Regions from separate parts of the Gossypium hirsutum genome. Here region 2 is linked to region 1. Evidence: chromatin contacts called from public Hi-C data. All regions are on one chromosome and are shown on one strand. Each heading gives the region's core, a stretch centred on a gene start, on an enhancer-like site or on the middle of the called end of the contact. The rest is flanking DNA. Distances are from core to core; before and after follow the strand shown. Region 1 has its middle 31 kb from the start of LOC107887263. Region 2 holds the start of LOC107909961 (anthranilate synthase beta subunit 2, chloroplastic).

What was found. Hi-C and Micro-C count contacts between places; a contact is called where the count stands out from the background.
Region 2: a Hi-C map of leaf shows a contact between it and region 1, with 6 times the contacts expected there. The contact joins the promoter of LOC107909961 here to the enhancer-like site in region 1. A contact is called at or near these places in 8 of 34 Hi-C or Micro-C datasets (hypocotyl, leaf and petal).

Annotation. Positions count from the first base shown.
Region 1 is chrD02:50,044,783-50,052,420 of Gossypium_hirsutum_v2.1, forward strand. It overlaps the pseudogene LOC107909963. Among protein-coding and RNA genes, the nearest start is that of LOC107887263, 31 kb to the left of the region's middle. Within about 2 kb of position 3,914, at least 4 of the 9 cell types and tissues checked have an H3K27ac peak or open chromatin away from gene starts, as enhancers often do. A contact at or near this core is called in leaf, where this site is marked.
Region 2 is chrD02:50,174,055-50,181,692 of Gossypium_hirsutum_v2.1, forward strand. LOC107909961 (anthranilate synthase beta subunit 2, chloroplastic) reads right to left here and starts at 4,940. Exons shown (of 8, transcript XM_016837677.2): 1 at 4,618-4,940; 2 at 4,366-4,529; 3 at 3,493-3,563; 4 at 3,308-3,345; 5 at 3,093-3,203; 6 at 2,812-2,911; 7 at 2,351-2,486; 8 at 1,768-2,061. The coding sequence starts at 4,732. The coding sequence ends at 1,954.

The sequences.
Region 1 (7,638 bases), core at 2,664-5,163:
AGAGGTGGCAAACAGGTGATTGGGCTTTATTCGTATTTGGATTTTGTCAGGTTTGGAGTTTTTCGGTCTTGGATAAAAAATTCAAGTTTGGACTTTCTCGGGCTTAAATTTTTTCGGATTCAGGTTTTTTTCAAGCTCAAGTCTTTTCTGACTTGGAATTTTTTAAATTTAGATTTGGGTCGAGTCGGACGAGCTCTAACAGATTCAAATATTTTTAAATTTTTTAAATTATAAATATTTTAATTTTGAATTAATAATTCATTTTAATTTTATACAATGACAACAATTCAAAATTATCTTATAAATAGCATAAATTATATATATTTAATAAAATTCATTAATATAAAATAATTAAAGTGATTATTGTATATAAAATTTGTTATTATATGATATGTACATGAATTGACGAAAATATCATTTGTTGTTTATTAATATATTGTATTGACAATTGAATAGCTTTTATCTTTCTTATTAGCTTTATAAACCTAATACATATATTCTAAAATATTTATTCCAAAATCCAAACAAATTATATCAAGCCTAAATCCAAATAATATACCCATTATTACCTAAACTAAAAATAATCTAATTATAGTCCAAATCTTAAGTACAAAATAAAAAGAAATGAAACCTTATATCTAAATAGTTAAAATCCAATTTAAAATCTAATTATTAAGATATTAAAGTTTTAGTAATATTTTATGTATTACTATTTTTTTGGCTACAAATATGTATTATGTAATATACTAAATTACACATAACTATATCTTTTATTATATAATCTATAATATAATAATAATTATATATATACACACTAATAGTTATATACTATATTATTATATTAAGTAATAGTATATCATCTATAGGTAACAATTAAAACAGACTTAACTAACCAAATCAAGCTAATTTAATCAAATCAGTTGGTAAATTCAAATTTTTCGATTCAATTTGGGTGTTTTCGATTTAAGGCCGAGTTAGATAATCAGTTAATTTGGTGTTGGTGGTCCGATTTTTGTTTTAAAATTCAAAATTGTATAAACTAAATTAATCGACTTTACACCTATTAATATAATATATATTTAAACTCAAACTCAATACCAACTAAACTCAAACCTAAGTCCTATTTAAACTCTACTCAAAATCCAATCTAAATAAAAATAAACCCGGTCCAAATTGAAAAATTAATATAAAGATTAAATTGACATATTATGTCATTATATATTTTATATTATCATTAAATTTAAATTTGATAGATTTTAATCATTATTAATTTTATATATTTTTTATACATATATAATTATAGTATTACAAATATTTTTATATTCAATTAATGTTGTCAAAAGTTCATTTCACTATATAATTTAACGTAAAAATATATTATTAATTACTATTTGTTAATAATACAATTTTAATAGAAATATGTAATGCTTATGAATACATTTTCATAAAATAAATAATTATCATTTATTTATATTTCAACTTTATTTTAAATAATATCATATAAACATTTTAATTATTAATGTCTATGGTTGTTAAATTATAAACTCAAGCTTTTTTGGGCTTTATATTGGATTAATCTTGGGCTTGAGCCAAGCCGAGCTCAAGCTTAGGCTTTCTTAGGCCCGAATTTTCTCGGGCACAAGCTTAAACTTTCTCAGACTTGAATCCTTACGAGCGAACTTTTGCGGCCAGGGCAGTTTTGCCAACTCTAACTATACTAATATATAAAAGCAAAAACAAAAATTCATTGAGAAAATGGTAATGATCAGGTGTAGCCAAGCCGGCAAAATTTGGGAGAAAAACAGAAGATTTCTATATAGCATTAAATTTTCTGCTTAACTTATATACCTTCGAATAACTAACTTCACCACCCCAAATCAAAACCAAGGTCTAAACTATAAACATATTGGTTGAAATGTGCATTCTAGCACAATTTCATCTACAATAAACTCTAAACCTTTTTAGTCATCATCAACACTCTCAAATTATCTTGTGCAACTTTTTCATTCAACCAATAAATTTCAAAACTAAGTCAGACATATTCACTAACTCTAATAGGCAAGAGCTTGCAAACAATAAAGTGGGATTCCAATATAAAGATAAGGTGCAGGACATACCCTGCAGTGGCTACAATTCGCTCTTCCATAGTCGGTTTTGGCGGGAGCTTGGATTTGTAAACAGGGAATGTCAACACAACACCAAGATGATGAGAACCGAGTAGCCTGAAAGGGCTAGTTAGGACAGCTTTCCCAGTAGCCCTAGCCCTTACGATGTTTTCTCGATCCTCCTGCACATTGGCAGTCAATTCTAACAATGAAATTAAATGTAAAGCCTAATAACCATAAACAGCAAAGTATTTACCTCCCCAGACATCATGTCAAGTGATTCAATGTAAGAAATAGTTTCTTGAGAGAATATCAGAGGAGCGTATTCATCTCGGAGACGAGAAGGTTCTCTCTGCATTGCCTTTATTGTCCAGCCATGTTGCTTCTCAAATTTCTCCCTCCCAGAATGTACCACTCTTTCTGCATAGGCCACCCCACTAAGCAATGGCCTCTCGAAAGCAGCTCTAGCAGTGTACTCCGCAAAGGTCTCCTGCATTTCTTGCAAAATAAGCCACAACCAACTCATATGTCATTCAGGATTTTCAAGACCAAAACTAAATTTTACAAACCTGATCGATAGCAGATGGATTCTTGTAGTAATGGAAAGTGGCGACAAGAAGGGCTAAGGCATGAACATGGTTAACACTAACACTGAACTGATCCTGCAACATCCTCGCCCTTTGGTCACACATGCTACTTAGTACTTCTTCCCTCCTCACGTTGTTGTCCGCATCCATTTTTTTGTAGATCCAAGTGCTGATAAAACCCATCACCATTACCCAAAGCAAAATAAGTTTTGGTAACCAATCCCTGTTAGACTGAATAAATGTGTATCCTCTTTTGGTCCCCATTTGTTCATTCCCTTTGACAGCCACTGATTGGTGGTGATGGCTTTGCTGCAATTTAAGAACCATTACCAAATGCACAATACCATCTCAACTTGTTTTTCTTCTTCTTTCTTTGATACCCACTTCATATCTAAGCTAAAAAACACAAGCAAACACGGACTCACCATACAAGGCAAGTTATCAATTCTCAGAGACAAGCATGAGTTTCAAAAGATGTAAAACAGCTCAAACTCCAAAAATATCTCATTATCTCCCTCAATAGAAAAATGAGGTTTTCTTTTTTCTCTTGCTATATTTAATAAAAAATGGGATTTCACAGAGGAACAACACTAATCATGTTAACTTCCAAGCATGAAAGTGGTGTCTTAGTTTAAAGCAACAAAGGCAAATTGAGAAGAGCACCTTCACTGTTTATTTTTTCTACATTAAAATCAAATCCTGCAAATTGACCAGCAACAAATCTCGCAGCAGAGCACAAAAAGTAAAGACCACAAATAAAGAAAAAAGAAAGAGAAAGATGTTTGGAGAAAGAAATGCGGGGGTCATTTTGAAAGGGAACAGTGTTTTGCCTGTACATTATAGTACCTTGAATAATATATATCTAAAGAAATAAAGTAGAAAGGTGTGTTTTTTTCTCCCTTGGCTCTGCTTTGATCTGTTCTTCCTTTTTCTTCTGTTTAATGCACATTTTATTTATGTATATTGTTTTCCCACTTTCTTCTTTGCTTTTCAAAGTAAAACTAAATCGACTTTTTAAGATTTTTGCAGATACGTTGTTGCCACTGTGTATCATAATTCAAAATTTATGAGTTTTGTGTTAGTAATTGGTAGAGAAAAAGAAGTTGGTAGAAATTTGAAAGAAAGAAATAGAAGATGTTGATGGAATAAGTTGGAGATGGGATGGGGACCAAAACCACAATATTTCATCATTCTTGTATTCACACTTTTACGTTTTATCTTTTATCTCATCTTAACAATTCTTACCCCTCCCACTCGATGTGGATGTCGGCCATGTGGGCTTGCTGCTACTGAAGCCCCACAGGCATCATTTTCCCTAAAAACATGTAATCTTTCGGGATTAATTTCATAGTAGGTCCTCCAATTTTAATTTGGTTCTAAATTTCACAATACTTTTATTTTGTGTTCGGGATTCCATTTGTTATATTATGAAAAAATTAATTGGATTTCAATGTACTATATATTTACAAATTTATTAACACTCATAAATTCCTTACCATTTTTAAAATTACTGCTAAATAGGCATTCATGAATTTCATAAATAATATATTTATACATTATCACTTAATTTTGAAATTCAAATAAAAATCTCAATGGCTAACTAATTGGGTTTTTTAAATATTAACATTATATAATTCAAGTTTTTCCGTGTTTTGGTTTGGATATTAAATATTAGCTTAGAAGTCAATTTATATTAAAAAGAGGGTAATTCATAAGAATTGTTCTTAAGCTTTGTTTAAATTTATATTTTAGTCATCAACTTTCAAAAGTTGCGTAATAGTCGCTAATGGTATTAAATTGTTGCATTTTTATCACTAGACTGTTAACCTCCATTAAGAAAAGTAACGTTGCTCCTTAATTCAAAAGGTTAATAGTTAATACTATAATTAAAAATTTATTTTGATATTTTAAATTTTTCTTAACAATAATTGTTAAAAAAGTCTTAAAATAAATTATAAAATCATATAAAAAAATCAATTGCAACAAAGAAAAGCCAAGAATTTTGCGGCTAATTTTTATATCCAATCTCATCAAAAATTAGTCTTTGAACTTTCACAAAAAAAACATTAAATACACATTCATTTTCATCCTACTCATTTTTTCATTTGCTTTGTTGTTTTACACATTCTTTATTTTCATCTTTCTTTACCTTTTTTTTCTCCTTTTTCATGCAAATCAACACTAGCTCCACTCTTCATAAATTATTAAAAATAATATATATATTTTTTATTTATAGCTGAAAGTAAAATCTTGACTTGAAATTCGATAAAAGAAATAGTGGATTTGGAGAAGAAAAAGAGCACTTCGTATTATAAAATTTTCCAAAATTGAAAGTTACTCAAAAACCTAATCAATCTAGTAAATAGAGTTACAAGAAAGAAATGATGGGTTTAGAATAAAAAAAACTAGGGTACTTTGTATTATAAATTAAAAAAAAATCTCAAATTTCAAAAATTTGAAACTTACCAAAGAATTGAAACTATATAATGGAATATTTCGCTCTTCTCTCTTGTCCTCTTCATTCTTAATATTTTCTCATTTATTTCTTTTCATAATAATTAGGAAAATCCTACAGATAGGCCATTGATGATAGAAAATTTTACTATTGTTAAGAATGAAAGTAATGTTTTAAGCCTAGATTTTGTTTCAAGTTAAGATTTTGCTTTGAGTTATAAATAAAACACATATACATTATTAATGATTTGGGAAGAGTGGAGCCAACGCCAATCTACATGAAAAAAGAGGGAAAAAAGATAAAAATGAAGAGAGCATAAAACAACAAAGCAAATGAAAAAATGAGTAAGATCAAAGTGAATGGTATTGTAAATCCATTAATAAATGAATGTCCACAACCCCCACAAATTTATCCTATTGTAATCCCTAAAGAATGTGTAAATTCGTTATCTTGTAAACTCTAAATCATTTATCGGGTACCTTAATGTTGGTCCTTAATAATTTGTAACTTATGGTACTTGAAACCTTATAAATAGAGGGCATGTGCAAGTTTATTGTATCTCTAAGTAAAAATTGAATCATCATTTTATTTCTTTATCTTTCTTTCTCTCTTAATCTTTGTATTCTTCTTTTAGTTTTATAATATGTTATCAGCACAAGCCTTTACAAGTTCATAGCAAAGTTCACGTCATTGCGACTATATATAACTTGCTCGTAAAGCTCCCGTTGAACTATATACGATATACGATATACATATCATTGTTGTAATTTGTTCATTATATTTCTATAAAAAGAGACATATTCAAAGCATACAAATCAAATTTATATAAATATTATAATGATAATTATGAATACATATTTTTTTAAGGTTACTAAAAGAAATTTCAATTATTTCAATTTGTCTTAAGTTATTATTATGACTATTCCTCTCTATGCCAATATTTGACATACATATTATTATTCCGCAAATTTGGTATATATATTTGGATTGTTTTTCTATTGAGAATGCTTATTATTTTACAATTTTTTTAGTGAGAATAATGTCAAATCTTGTCAAACTTGAATTTACGGCCTTAGACATCTCAAGCAAGAATTATTTGTCATGGGTGCTAGATGTTGAAATTCACCTAGATGCTAAAGGTCTAGGAGTAGATGAGGAAGCATCTAATCAATACAAGGCAAAAGTAATGATTTTCATCCGTCATCATCTGCATAAAGAATTAAAAGTGGACTATCTCATTGTAAAAGACTCTTGTAAGTTGTGGAATAATCTGAAAGAACGATCATCATAAAACAATAATACTCTTTAAAGCTCATTATGATTGGATGCACTTATGGTTGTAGGATTTTAATATTGTAAGTGAATACAATTTGGAAATTTTCAAAATTAGTTCTCATCTGAAATTATGTGGAGAAAACATAACTGATGAGGATTTGTTAGAAAAAAACATTTTCAACCTTTCATACTACTAATATGCTCCTGCAGTAGTAATACTGTAACACCCCAAACTCGGCCGAGTAGATTCAACCCAAATACAACGTGCCACATTAGCCATTGAAGTGACTTTCCGTTAACTCCCAACCTAACCTCCAACACACCACTTACTTATAGCATGAAATATGTTAAGTTATTACATAATAGCAAAATGTACTTATACATAGTATATAAAACATGCGAGCTTACAAAACAAATAAAGGAGTGGTTCACCTGTCAAATAGTAGAAATACTTAGGGGTATGCAAACATCAAATAACAAAAGTTCTCATAACAGCATTCAACATGAGTTTGCAACACATAAAGTATGAGTTCATTCAAAAGCATAAGTTCGCATACAATAGTATAGGTTCCCTAAAAATCAATTGTTCACATAATACTAAAGTTCGCAATATACAATATGGTTTCACAAAAAAACAAACTTCGCAAACAAATGAATCATGCATGCAAGGGTTTTTATTCTTTAGTAGGGTTCGTATAAGTAGAAAGACTATCTCTATCAAGGGTACGCATGTAATTTTTGAGGTTGTAGAAAAAAACTACTTAATAAATCTGACTCGCATATCATGACAATAGGAAATACCCGTCACACTCATGCATGAATAAACATCAAACTTTATTCATAATAAAGGATAATAAAATGTTTTAAGACATGGTTCGCAAAGATAAACTTAAACTTTAAAAGAAATTATTTAATAACAGAATCAACTTACGATAAATCTAAACCCATATAAAGTAATAAACGCCATCACCCAATTCCCAAGTTCGCTAGTATCTATTCAAGGATGAGCCTCACTGAGTCATCTACTTTACACTGTCATCCGCGACCAACCTTCCTGTGAAGTAAGAGAGGAGTGGATGAGTTCATTGAGAACTCAATGAATAATCAAGAATCGGCAGAGTATGCTTACAACACAGAGTTTAAAGTAGAAAGAATACTTAGTCTAAAAATAGTTTTCACGTGCTGGGTTCTTGGTGAAAGATTGCAAGACCCAATT
Region 2 (7,638 bases), core at 3,690-6,189, 130 kb after region 1:
TAGACGAATATCATTAAGTCTGAAGAAATAACAAATTGACAAGTACCACTAAGAACTCTTCTCTTTTAAATTTAGCCAATTCCTTTTAAAATTGTCCTAAATTTCTATATAAAAAAAGGGTTACATTGTTTGTAATTGTTTTGTTAGTCTTTGACTCTTTGTCCTTGAGTTTTAATTTACCTCATACTAAATGTAGTAGTTTATGGGCGAAAATTTTAAAATCATCAACTAAATAATGATGTTAAGATTGTTGAATGTATGTTTAATAATTAAGGATTCAACATGATTAATGGCAAAAACATGAATATTAATTAAAATAATATATTTTAAATATGACTAATAAAATAATTATGAATGTAATAGGAATAAGTTTATTGGGTTTGGATAGAACAAATTAATTATAAGAAAGTTTAATTATTAAAGTAGTAATCTCATTTTCTTATAATATTAAGTAGGGGAGAGCATAAGTTGTTTCGGTTTTAGCGGTTAAATAGCTATATGATCTATTTATTTGGTTATATTGGTTGATTATTGGTTATTGAATTTCATAATGGAATCGATTGACTTAACTGATTCAATTATTTTTAATTATTTAAAACATATTTATATTTTATAATATATAAGTTGGTAAAATATATTTATATTTTCATTAGTTTAAATATATTTTATAATACATTTATTTGAAGTTGATTAACCGACTTAATGGATCGAACCGATCGATATGATATAAGTTGATCAATTTGGTTTTTGTATATGATGGTTGGTTAAGTTAAATAAATTTAAAAAATTGATCGAATTAATTGTTTGGATATTCTTAAGTACAATGATCTTTAATTTAGTAAACATATTTGAGTGATAAATGTAGTTGCATCTTAACGTGTTATGTTTGATAATACAATTGCAATTACATAACTAAATAATTAAAAAAATAAAAAATTCAAAAGTTATAATGAATAGTTCCCCACGAAATTGTTTAAATTCTCAACTCTCTAATTAGACTATTAGAACAAGTAATTAGGTACTTCCATTGCATTCAATTTAATGATGCTCATTAATAACTGTTGAGGAGAGATTAACTCTTTCGAAGAAGTTTTCTAAGTATCGTCTTTGGAGATATTGATTTAGTTTTTCAACAATGAAAAGTATTGTCTCCGAGGGAGAGTTTTGTTTCTCACTCCATGGAGAGCCATGTTCGGTTCACAAAGGGGAGCACTTCAACCCCAACAATTGACCTATATAGTATAGGTCAGGGGTTCGAATCTCACTAAAGATGAAACGCTCACGTCGCCTCTTGGTGGGTGGTCATATGTCCACATACGGTTGAAGCGTTCCTCTCTATGAACTGGACACGGCTCTCCCCTCCCTAGAGGATAATACCTTCCATTATTAAAGAATCGGATTGACGTCCTTGAAGACGATTCTCCTAAAAAAAAAGCTAATCCCTCCTAAATAATCATAATGATTACTCCAACATAATTACAACAATTTAGTAAGTAGTAAATAAACATGTTGATTTTGCAAGCATTTACTCTTCGGAGTTGAAATTGGTGAAGACTTCAAAAATTTTGCAAGTAATCTACGAACAAAACTGATATAACTTGTATTTTTATATTTATATTTAGAGTTTCTTATTTTTAATTTTGAAAAAAATGATGTTTTAATGAAAAATTCGAATACTGAAATACTTGGCTTTTATAAGAAACATTTTTAATTATATTTTGGGATTTGTACGGCCAATTCTGAACTGGAATTGTAAAGAGAATACAGTCATCCAAAAGCAGTCACGTAAATCATTTGGAAAGCTACAGTTCACAATCCTTTTAAAGCAGCATTCACCCAAGTACTAGGTTTGAAGGGTATCTTTGGTTGGTCCAAATGAATAAATGATGAATCTCCAATGTACTCTCCCATACCCTTATTTGACATTTACTACTCAACCCATTATGTGCTGAATTAACTACCAGATTCAGCTGCCTCTTTTCTCTCTATCAGTTTGACGAAATTAAGAACAATTGTTTTGCCTTCCCAAGTTATGATACTCTCCGGATGGAACTGTACGCCCTACAGTTTTCGATCAATGTGTTAATTTCATCACCATAAACTTGCTACTCTAATTCAGACAAAGTTATATAGATGAGTCGAGTGAATTAAATGCATGGTTTTAGAAGGCAGAAACAAGGAAGGCGCAAAAAACCAGCACTTCTCTTTTGTGATTCGTTTTGATGGTAACGTATAGTTACTGCAATTTTTTGAGCTAGGAGTGCAATTAATTTAGGTGAAGAAATCAGTTCTAACATAGCAACGAAATCATTGAACCAATGCGTTCCGAGTAAAAAGCGATGGTAGCTACCTGAACATGCTTATAGACTTTGTGCCGAGCAGCCATAATCAGTCCATCTTCTGTCCAAGCAGTAACCTCGAGTGCTTCCCCGGGAAAACTGTCCTTTTCAATCACAAGGCTGTGATATCTTCCTGCATTGAAGGGGCTGGAAAATGCATAATAATAGAAAGAATTACCAATAATTTGAGGTGAAATTAATGAAAATAAAATGGGAATTTTTTTAACATACAATGCAATATAACACATGCTAAGCACAAGGTAGTAGGATATAGGAAAATGGAAATACATAGTATTTCCTAGAAGTTGAAACTTGTTACGAGAAAGTGATGTTATGGAACCACTAGAGGTACAGAAAGATAGCTTAAGAAACAAATATGATCAAGTTGATAGTTTGACTACAGATAAAACATAATTGAAGCACAGTCGAAGAATTTTAAATCGAGAATCACGTTGGAAGAAGTAATGCATACTTTGACAATCCAGCCAACAACCCATCTTCCCCCTTCTCATCATGATACACGAGAGAACTTTTGCCATGCACGACACCGTAGGGAGATCGGACTATCTTTCCTGCATTTTCAATGAAGTCAAAGATCACTTTAAAATCCCACCAGCAAGCAGCTAATCTTCCATGATTTTCATAAACAAATAAAAATAAATGTCAATTTAGCATTCTTAGCATAAATATTGTGTTGTGTAGAAACATTATTAGCATAAACAACAGTTGCTTAAGGTATCCTAGAATGCTCACCTCCAAAAGCCTCACCGATGCACTGCAAACCCATACAAACACCAAACAAAGGTACAATAGGTCCAAGTTCCAAAACTGTTTGCAATGATATTCCAGAATCTTGGGGTGTTCCTATATGAAGGATAGAATACAAAGTATACATCAAATGCTTAAATATGAAAATTCTCATGTTTAATTTATTTATCGTTTGAAAAAAACATATAACAAACTATTACCTGGACCAGGAGAGATAAGCACTCCCCTAGGATTTTTCCTACAAATATACAAGAAAATTGTCGTTATTGAATCAAATATTTCGAGATTATATGTTAACAAGTAATCATTCACCACTCAAGTAGCCATCATGTTAAATGAGTGGATTATAAAAACACATTGCAGCAGTAAGAAGCTTAGTTCTTACATTTTTAACTCTTCTACTGTCAACTCATCATTTCGATAAACCTCAAAATGACATCCAAGCTCTCCCACATACTACAAAATTATAGGTAAACTCTTGAGGATATTCAACATGATGAAGAAACAACATTTCAAGTACTAAAAATTCTGTAATGTAAATTCTATTATTCATTTCGTAAGGTGATGATAAAAACGAAGAGTAGACCTTCTTAAAAGGAGAAAGACAAGAATCAAGCAGGGACGGTCCCCACATTGGTGTGGTCAAATATAATTCTATTCCCTAATACTGTTGGTTTCTCAACATTTTTTCTTACCATAAAAAAAAAAGGGAAGATAAAGTCATTTTTTATTGCAATTGTGGCAATCTCTGACCAGAGACTTTGCACTTGCTGTTGAGTACTGAATTTCATTGGTCAAGACCATCAAATTGGACCTCCATTATAAAGGATACCGAATTCAAATCACCACAGCATAGGTAACTTTCAACACAACACATCATTTTTCTGGTTGATACCCACAAACCATATTTGCCTTCAATTGACAATTAGCCATAACAAAGTTACAACGTTTCTATACCATATACATGCATGTATACATACAAACAAACAAACATATATGATATATTATAAGGAAAAAACATATCTAATAAAGTACTTTCTTCCTATTATAGTCAATTTAATTGGGTTTCTTAACTTTAATAAAATTATCAAGTCTTCCCTATATTCTCACGCATAGTGAAAACTGGAAACAAGTAACTCTATATTGTTTTCGTAAAGATTTGTAGGCAATCAACAGCGTTTCAGAATCAAGGGAAACTCAGAGAAGACGCAAGATTAGACAGAGAGAAGGAAACAAAATTTTGAAGATGCAATTAAACCTGGCAAAGATTGTAGGTGAAACTATCATAATTGTCAATGACGATAATGGGATTCTTGCTGATTTTCTTGTCTTCCGGAATTGAAGATGTTGAATCCGCTACAGCCGATGCGAATGAGAGTTTTCCCACAACCCCACTTCTCTTGATTGGCAAAAAACAAACACCTGCAAAGCAAACCAGAAAAAGAACGTCCCTGTGATAATCTGTACGAGAGAGAGAGAGAGAGAGAGAGAGAGAGAGAGAGAGAGAGACTTGATGAAGGAGAGAGCTTGGAGAGGTGAGACAGAGACGGGTTTTGAAGGGATTTAGCAGAAAGTGAAGGTTTTGGATGAACCAGAGATAAGTGAGTAATAAAATTAGCCGCCATTTTTCTAGTAATGAGTGAGAGTATTAGAATGTGGGAAGGGCAGTTCAGGTTCACCGTTTCTCGGAGAATCAGACTTAGAATGATTCAAGTAGTGAGAATTTTGTTTATATAGGAACATCTTTTCAATGTTCAGTGTTGAGATCCAAAAATGGAAATATGTAGTGTAATTTGGACAATTCTTTTTAGGATGGGTGAATTGTATTCTCTTCATTCGTTGTTTCTATGGATTATGGAAGGAAATCTGAATTCTTATTGGGAAATCTAAAATATGATTTGCATGGAGCCAGCCTGTTGCTACTTTTATTTATGGATTAAGGATCAAATTCAACATTTTTTTTAAAATTTTGTTTATTTTTATTATTGCAATCTAATATTTATACGTCAGAATAAAGTATATCTAGAATTGATTATTTTGTTAGTTACACCCGTTTTTAACAATAAAACAATAAAAATAGATAGCATTGTTAACAAAATGACCAGTTTATGTTTTAATCTAATTTATTTATTTCTTGAGCATAGAAAACAAAATGCAATCCAAATTTTAATATAAAAGTCATTTAAAATAATTATAGGTGTCGAAACCATTTTTATTTTTTTTAAAAAAACCAAAAAATTAGTCTTCGATAAAAATTAGAAAAATTGGGAGTCGCCACCAATATTTTATTAAGGTGTGATTGGGTCACCTAAAAACGACTTTGGTCTACGAATTTTAGAAAAACGGGTCCGGGAATCGGTTACGTATGAGGAAGGATTAGCACCCTCATTATGCCCAAAAATTGATACCTAGTTAATTAATTAATGTTTTAATGTCGAAAATTTGAAAAATATAATCCTTAGCAAAAACTCTTAAACGTTACGTATTAAGACCCTTATCATTTCAGAAAAAGAAAATGCCACACCCAATGCGTTAGGGCACGACATTCTAATTTCCTCAAAAAAATGAATTGGGCCAGAATACTTGTATAATAAAAATTTAAAAGAATATCCATTTATTTAAGATTTAAGAAATCGCGGCCCAATACGTTAGGGCACAATTCCTCCAAAATCCCAAACTCGGAGTATTTCTTTTATTATTTTTTAGAAAAAATCTTCATTTCGAGAAATCAATGCGTCACATCCAATACGTTAGGACACAAAGTGTTGAATTCCCAATAATGAGTTCTTATTTTTGATTAAAGAGAAATGCTTGATTGATAGATTTAACGAAGAAAATCGGAACCCAATACGTTAGGGCTCAATTTCCTTGAAAATCCTAAATAAGAGCATTATCTCAATTTTGAAAATTTTCTATTTTTAAATTTGAGTAAAAGATGATGTAACGTTATATTATACGTACAAATGCTATAATAATAAATACAACAATAATAAATACATCAATGACATAAAAATAATATAAACAAATAAATAGACGAAAAATAAAAAAACAATAATCCATGACATGCAAAACATTAAATGTAAACACAATTATACAATGAATGAGGAAAGCAAACAAAATAAATAAAGATCAGAAGACATATAATATACACATGGAAATTATGAAGATTAAAAATATACATATAATTTACAAATAAATTTTTGGGTTATAGAATTTTTATATATATATATATAATACATAATATATTTATGAAAATAAAGAAAAATATATAAACATATATATATTATAAAATAGGTGCTTAAAAATATATATATTTGAGCATTAAAAAAACTAAATAATAAATAAATACGTATATATATAAATAAAAAATTATTTGTTTTTATAAAAAAATTATATGCGCGTGGGCACATCTATAAGTAATAAATATATATAGATTATAAAAAAAAATTACATATGCATAAAAATAAAATAAAAATAATTATATTATACTACAAAGATAAATATGCGTATGTAAAAAATATATATATACATATATTTTTAAAAAATAATTAAATATGAAAAAGAATAAAAAAAACTAATTAATAAAAAAAATAAAGAAAATGAAAAAGGACTAATTTGAAAAATGAAAAAGGACTAATTTGAACTGTAAATAAAAATTCTGAGGCAAATCTGTAAATAAATGGAGACCGAAGGACCAAATTGAACGCGCGTATTACACGGAGGGACCGGAAGGGAAATTTTCCCTACTTCCCTAAACCGCGTCGTCCAATCAGGATCGAATTGAATTTTAAAAAGAATAAAAGGGTAAATTTAAAAATAAAAAAAAACTTAATTGTAAAGATATTAAAAGGCGGAGGGGCTAAAGTGTAATTTACCCCTCCGCATAAAAACACGGGGATCCTGGGTCCGGGTCGGGTCGACACGCAGATCCCACCCTTCCAAACGGTGCCGTTTTCAGTAGGCTATATAAGCCAAAACTTAATTTAAAAAATTTCATTTTTCCTTCTTTTAAAAAAACTTCAGAAAAGGGTTTCAAAAATGCTTTCCTCTTCCTTGTCCTACGGCTAGGGCCCAGTCATCGGACGGTCACCGGCCACCGCACCGGCCGTCGATCTCCGGCGCCGGCACCACCGTCCGCGGTGGCCGGAAAGGTGAAAATACCCTCCTGGGCTCTTTAGACTCCCCTAAGCCCAAATCTGGGTCCAAATCCGTCAAAATATCAACAAAAAGACCTTAAAAGCCTAGGAAACCCTTCGGTTTCCCAATCGTTTATCCTCGGAGACGAACCTTGACCGCCCTAACGACGTTTCAAATGCGGGCAAAGATAAGTCTTTTACCCTTTATTTTGTTTTATTGCATTAAGTAAAAAAAAATAAAAACGAAAATAAAAGTATCAACCTTTGTATTTCCTGATTAATCCTCTGATGAAGTTTTTGTGTTTGCTGTGAAAAATATTTGCTACTTCTTTTATTGATTGTTTTTTCGGATCCTGTTTACAATGTTTTAATGGCCTTTTTATAGCCATGATGAT